2 separate regions of the Columba livia genome follow, and region 2 is linked to region 1. Evidence: chromatin contacts called from public Hi-C data. All regions are on one chromosome and are shown on one strand. Each heading gives the region's core, a stretch centred on a gene start, on an enhancer-like site or on the middle of the called end of the contact. The rest is flanking DNA. Distances are from core to core; before and after follow the strand shown.

Region 1 (3,543 bases), core at 431-2,930:
TAATTCACCAAGGCCCTTGAGCATAGCAGGTGCCTTTAGAAGTGTCTTCTACTCCTGTATTTCTAGGATTACTGTGACTGTTAGCACTATCTCAACACGCTCCTTTTCCCAAATTCTACATCAAGATGACAATGAAATTGTACAACAGTCTTTGAATAGTTTCTTTTTAACTATGAAAGAAACAATGGAGTCTAAAAGTGTTTACTCACTGTGAATTATTAGAGCTACTGCTGACAAAAACATTCATGATGAAATTGAAATTATGTAACACAGAATAAATTAATGTCTTCTCAAAGGAAAGGTGAAAATTAAAGGTTAAAACTTTTCCCTTGTTTTCTGAAAACTTTAATTCCCATAATATATATATTACCTAAGGCCAGATTGCACAGCTTTTGTCAGCATTTGTGATGCATGTCTCTGAATACATCAGAAAAACACTTGTTGATTCAAGCCCTTCCCCTCTTTAGTCTGGAGAGCTGGTGGAAAGTCTCTACTTCTTGATATTGTTGTTGGGCAAGCAAGAGAAAAATACTGTCTAAATGTTATATGTTCTTTTACAGAACTTCATATGCAGTCTGCCACATAAGAAACAACCTACAGGCCCCACATTCTTCTAAAAGCAGACAAGCAGAAAATGGATGGGATTATGATCTCACTTTTCCAGTTGATTGAATGTATTGTGAACCACTCCAAGTATACATATGCAGTACTGAACGACACACCCAACAGCCCCCCTCTGCATACATTCTCCTTGTAATAAATTATTTCAGTGCTCTCCGTTTAATTTTTTGGAACTTTTAACCAAAAGCAAATTTGTTAACAAATAAAATCTTTTGGCTTTGAAATCTCAGCTGCCTTATCTGGAAATGGAAGTCTCAATTAAATGGAAATTTACAATTTTCCAGATTCATCTAAATCCTGGGTCCATGTTCCTCAAATATTAACTGAGAACACACGGGGTGAAAGACTGTCTTCCTTTTACTGTGATTGTAAATACAGACATCTGGAAAGAGCAGCCAATTGTTCTGAAAAGGTCTGATTCCACTTAAACCATCTCAAGATCACTTGAATGACTCATAACAGCTTTATTTGAACCTAAAAGCTCAATTAAAACTTTTCACTGCGCTATTTACTATTTGTAAGAACTAACAGTTCCTTTTTGTTATTCTTTTTAAGAACTACTAGTATCTATACAAGCCTGACAGTTGGCAGTCTCCAAAGAAAACAGTGGTGGGCCACATAAACTTACAGTTCAACTACCTGCTTCACAAGAACTGTGAGATGCTGTCATCTATCTCTTATTCCAAGAACGCAGCAGGCCCAAGGGGATCCAGTAGTTTTGCTTTCGATACTTTTGGATTTTATTGCAAAGCCCGATACCACCCTGAGTTCACTCCTCCAATAAGGGGAGGGTCCCAACCTGCCCAGGAGCTTGATGCGGTTTTTAAAAAGCCGTACGCTGCAACGCCAGCGATCCAAATGCTTCTCGAACAGCTACCCTTGTAAACGGCCTGGCCTTCAGGCGCACTTCTACCCAGCTCTACTCGGACACCGGGAACACATAATACGGAATCCCAACTCTCCTCCAAGACTCCACCTCAGAGACAACTCTGTGAGGCAACCTCTGCCCTTAAGCACCGCCGGAAGAGGGAGGGCGGCCCTTAACCGTCGCATGCTCGCGCCGCGCCTGGCACCGCCCCCACGGGCTGAGGTGGGAGGTGCGGGCTGAGCTCCACCCCGCGCCCCGCCCCGCCGGCCCGGCACTGGCCTCCGCAGCCGGGGGAAGCCGAGACGATGCTGGAGACGCTGCGGGAGCGTCTGCTGAGCGTCCAGCAGGACCTCAGCGCCGGGTGGGTAGCACCCCAGGCCCGCGGGGCTGGCGGGGGGAGCGGGTGAGGGACTCGCGCCCCGCGGCCGGGCGGGGAGGGGGAAGCAGGTGACTGGGGGGTGGGGGAGGGCGGGGACTGGCCTGGCGAGCGGGAGGGAGGGAAAGGAAGAGGAGGAGAGTGCGGGGCGGGATCCCTCTCACCGCGGTTGCTTGGTGGTGGTGATGGTTTCCCGCTCGATGCTGGAACGGGTTGGAAACTTGGCCCCTGGGTCTTACCCACCGCCTCCCGCCCGCTTCTTTGCCGTCTCGGCGGAGCGGGTCATGGCGGGCGGGAGAGCCCTGGCAGCTGCAGTCGGGGCTTGAGGGGATGAGCAGCCTCGGGGTTTGGGAAGCAGCTGCGGTCGAGTGAAGGAAGGAAGGAAGGAAGGAATGAAATGGCTGTTCCGAGAGCACCAGGAAGATGCGAACGGTGTCAATTAACGCACTTCAGTTTTTCACGAAGTAACTTGACCTTTCAAGGTTTTATGGGTTCGCGTAATTGCTTAAAGAGCATCGCTGCGCTCTGTTTGGCATATGAAAAGCTTTTCTTTCATTAGAAGGTTAGTTACTATCGCTTGGGGAAAAGAAGTGCAGGATATGCAGAAAGAGCAGCTCCTTGCTTACATTAAAATACAGAAGGGTATTCTTCCTACATTGCCTCACAAGGTTTTTGTTTTTAAATAGGCCCGGTATCAATGCTTTTTTTAGTAGAAGCAGGTGGTCCAAATGAGTGTTACTGGAGGTCAGTGGATGGCTGGAGAACAAGGTCATACCTTTGCTGCAAACCTGTTGGTTTATAATGAGCCACAGGAGAGTGTCCTGTTGTAATCAATTACTTTTAAAAACTGCGTGGTCTTTGGCAACATTGAGACTGACTTGTAATACCCCTATGGTAAATATTTATATGTAGTGATGGATGTCTGTGTAGTCCCGAAACTTAAAATAAATATTTTATAATGACTGATTTGCACCAGTATATGATGTTCCGCAGAAACTGACAGAATAAGCTGCCAATCAGCCAGATAAGTTGCTTAGATGTTATCTGTCTCAACTTAGCAAACAGTAGTTTGATATTAAAATATCTTAAGAATACAGACTAAGGCATTGCTTTGTTTCTGGCTGGCTTTCTGTTTTGCTGTTATTTTTAGAACTTCTCACAGGGTTTGATGGCTCGGTACAATGCAGCATTATTTTGGAAAAGATGTTTTTCACATGATGAAAGAGGACAACAGGAAGGTCATAACATGCTGGATCCAATGGTCACTTAACTCTCTATCCCTGTTGCTGCAGTGGACTCCATATGTTTCCATGTGGGCTCTTAATTTGCCCTCTTCAATACACAAGTACTGCAATATTTTGTTTTGTTGTGAGAGCAGTCTCTGATGTCATCGTTTCCATCTTTGTGTTCTAGCAGCCCCATTAATGTGCACTTGGAGTGTCCCATCTTTATTTTTTTTTTTTTTTATCTGGACTGTATTCTATGTTGCCTTTGGAAACCTGTATCTTGGAGCCATAGTAGCTAAGCCTGTGGAAAGCATTGGGATTTTTCCTGTAGTGTCCCTGTGGATTCAGGCGAGACCATGACCTGTCCTGGTTTTCCCCCTTTCCCTTCCTAGACAAAGCAACAGCAATGCCATAGTGTTCTGGATTACCCCATTCCCAGTCTCAACAAAGTG
Region 2 (3,543 bases), core at 716-3,215, 160 kb before region 1:
AATTGTTTCCTGCTTTTCTGTACCAGCAGTTTAGAACGACCTAGAGTAACACCACTGAACAGGGGTTACTATCGGACATGCAAAAATCATATACATAATTTGCTACTGGTAGTTTAGTTTCTTCTAATTTCAGCAATAAGTGCTCATGGAATTACCTACGTTCATCAGAGTTAGCTACACAATACTTACAATATTACCAGTCTCTTATATTTTTTTTCCAAAAACAAATAATACATTTAAGTAACACTAAGATTTTAAAACTACAAAGAAAAGTCAAACCAAGAGTACCAGAAGATGGAAGAAATAAGGTCAGTGTGTAATCACTTCCATCAGTTACAGAAATTGAAAACAAAGTAATAAATTATATTTACTTACAACCATCTTTACCTTACCTCGTCTGTTCTTGTAAGATAAGATGCGGCTCTACAAAAAACTTGACTCTTAATTTCAATCTGTAAGGGGCTAAACCATCCATCTGCTGGGAGATCCTGTTCCTCAAATTCAGCCACAGATTCTCCCCTTTGCTGCCAGTGAACTGCAGTCCAAAATAATCAACTTCTATAATTCCCAACCTTCTGCAAACCTGAAAGAAAGACATTCTTCATAATGAGCCCACAACACCGAAAAATATCACCTGAATCAAGTATTGTTTCAGACTGCTCACTTAAAAACACAAAAAATAAAACCTGCCGTAAGCAACATTATACAAAAGATTACTTAATCACTTGGATTTTAAGTTGTGTACAAAATAACACGTAAACAAATACCAAGAATAAACGGGGAATTTCTCCACTGGTTAAAAAGGACATGGACTTCCATGGTCAAATTCTAGCCCCCTTCTCATCCCCAGAAGAGGCACTTAAGAGGGGATTTCCAAAAGAAGATTGTATCTATTTAACATCACAGCCATGGAGTTTTCTAGGAAAGGAGGAGAAAAAAAGATATACAACCCAGAAGTTTTATTTAGATGCCACCAACAGACCGGGCTGCTGCATTTGGCTCTCTCCAGCATTGCTACAGCAGCCGCCGCAGCCACAACGAGGCGACAGAAGGGCGAAAGCACCTGGACAACGGCTCCAGTCAGCACAACCCCAGCAGGCCACGGGGGCCAACTCGGCACCGCCCGGGCCAGGTGGGTCCCACTCGTGCCTCCCCCCCACCCCAGAGGCAGTTCGAACAGGCGGCAGCGTGAGGCTGAGGCCTGCCCTTCCCACGCAAACTGTAAAGGAGAAGGGAGAAGAGCCGGAGAGCCCCAAGGCAAGGCATGCAGCAACTTCTGCATCCAGCATGGAGGAAAAAAAAAATAAAAAGAAAGAAAAAAACAAAACCTAAAACAACAAAACCACACCACAGAAGCGGGGAGACTGCGGCGGCTCCCGCCGGCTCCCCGCCCCTACGGCCGCGGCCGCCCCTGCGCAGGGTCGCGCCGCCGCCCAGCCCTGCCCCGCGCCACCGCCGCCCTCAACGGCCGGGGCGCCGCGAGCTGGCGCCGCCGCGCCCCTCGCCCCCTCAGCCCCCCACCTGCGCGCTGTATGAGGGACAAGGAACGGGCGACGCGCGCCCGCCGTCTGTCAGGCACCAACGGTCTGCGCTGCCCACGCCGAGCCTTCGCGTCCCTGGAAGGCGGCAGGGCAGCGGGAAGGAGAGCGCAGCGCGGCCCCCTCACCTGGTTGAGGCAGTCCTCGCCGTTGGCTTTCGCCTCGACCTCCACCTCCATCACCACCGCGTCCGGCCTGGTCACATAGCACAGCATGGCTGGAGCCAGCCAGCGCCGCCGCCGCCGCCGCCGCTGCTGCTGCCACGGCGGACACCCGGAGCGGCTGTTGCTGCCGCTGCCCGCGGGAAATCACAGCTGTCGGTACGGGCTGAGGGAAGGTACGCAGTCGTCCCTGCCCGCCGCCCACGCCCGGCCGCTTACAACAACCAGCCAACCACCCCCCACTCGCCTAGTGCTTGCGCTCCGGTGACTCCGCTCCCTCCACATATACCCTCCGTCTCCCCCTCCCCCTTTCCGAGCGGCACCTGCGGACCAATCACGAGGCGCCGCTCACCGCTGCGGGCCGCCGCAGCCACCAATCAACGCCGCCAGCCCTGGGAAACGGCGGCGGCCGGGAGGGCGTCTGTTGTGGTCGCTCTCTGGCGCCCCCTGGCGGGACGTTGGGCCGCGGGCGGCCGGCGGGACTCTCTACCACTCCCGTTCCGGGGCTGTCCCCTCTGCCCGGTGCGGAAAGTACCCTGTCCCGGGCCCTGCCCTGCGCGGAAAACCCCTGTCCGCCGTGGCTTGGCTGCCCGAAGGAGCCCGCCCTCGGGGCTTTCTTCCTCTTCAGCACCCAGCACCCCCAAATTATCTTCACCCACCGCCACCTGCAATAGCCCAGTGCTGCTTACCCTGGAATTATGTCTGGCTAAATGGCAGCTAAACAAGTTCTTCTAAGTGAAGGTGGAGACCAAACCTAACGGCAGGGACTCTCTACAAAGTTGACTTGAGAGCGAGTGGCCATGAGCTATGAGGCAACCAAATATTTTCACGGCTCATCTGTAAACTTTGCAAACACTTCTTTTCAATGAAAGGAAAAATAACATCTGGATTAATGCTCGCTCTCTTATATTCTCTCTGGCTTTGGCCCAGCTTTGTGTTATGCAGCATGCAAAAGCACTGGAAATGTGGAAAATTTAAGAATTATCTGGCAATATTAAGAAGGACCAGCCAAGTGATACCGTGGCCTCTATTTCACTGTCATGCTAATGGATGATGGAGTTTGTACACTCATTGAATTCTGTACGTATGAAACTTATAGGTGATTGCAGGCCAGGAGAGGAACACCTGCACCGGGTGAGTGCTTAGAAGTGTTTGTTTGACAAACATACACAAGGTATATAGAGCAAAGTTTATGGCTGCTTTAACAATGTAAATTGAAATGACAGGGAGGACTAAGTACAAAATGCACGCTGTGTGGGTTCCCGAAAAGAAATGCAGATCAAAGAAGTACTGAGCAGTGCAGTGGTGAGGAACAAGCAGGCTGTCAGGGGAAGAGCTAAGAGAGGAAATGGGGATCTGAGAATGCAGTGAAGGATAACAGGAAGAAGAACAAACCACAGCACTAATGCAAGGTCACAACAGGGCTGAATATTAGCTTGTTCCCATGTATATGGGTCGCTAGCTTCTGTCTGGGTATTTCTGCTGCACTTTTCAGGGTTGTTAGTATTTTCAGTTTTACTAAAGGAACTCTCAGAATAGATGCTCAATCTTCTGGGAACTCTGCAAACACAGTATATGGCTATTCTGATAAGTGTACATAGAGCTATATCCATTTTGTTCACGTGAACTCTGTAACCAGAAGACTGCTCAGATCCAAAGCAGCCAGAACAATAAAAGGCAAGTAAGAAACAGGACATGAGATGTCAAACCTGAATGGTACTGCATTTCAGCTGTACACTTACTAGCTCAGATTTTTTGTGCCCAGGTCTGTAGTGTTTCAGTCAAATAGTGTAGTGTCTTAAAGACCAGACTCATAGAGTTAAGGGTAGAAAAACAGAAATAAG

Evidence for each region. A called contact is a pair of places that touch in the nucleus more often than the background predicts.
Region 2: a Hi-C map of crop shows a contact between it and region 1, with 2.4 times the contacts expected there. The contact joins the promoter of MYLIP here to the promoter of DTNBP1 in region 1. A contact is called at or near these places in 2 of 2 Hi-C or Micro-C datasets (crop and liver).

Annotation. Positions count from the first base shown.
Region 1 is chr2:68,240,269-68,243,811 of bColLiv1.pat.W.v2, reverse strand. DTNBP1 (dystrobrevin binding protein 1) reads left to right here and starts at 1,680. Exons shown (of 10, transcript XM_065052358.1): 1 at 1,680-1,850. The coding sequence starts at 1,795.
Region 2 is chr2:68,398,087-68,401,629 of bColLiv1.pat.W.v2, reverse strand. MYLIP (myosin regulatory light chain interacting protein) reads right to left here and starts at 1,965. Exons shown (of 7, transcript XM_065052360.1): 1 at 1,667-1,965; 2 at 393-583. The coding sequence starts at 1,753.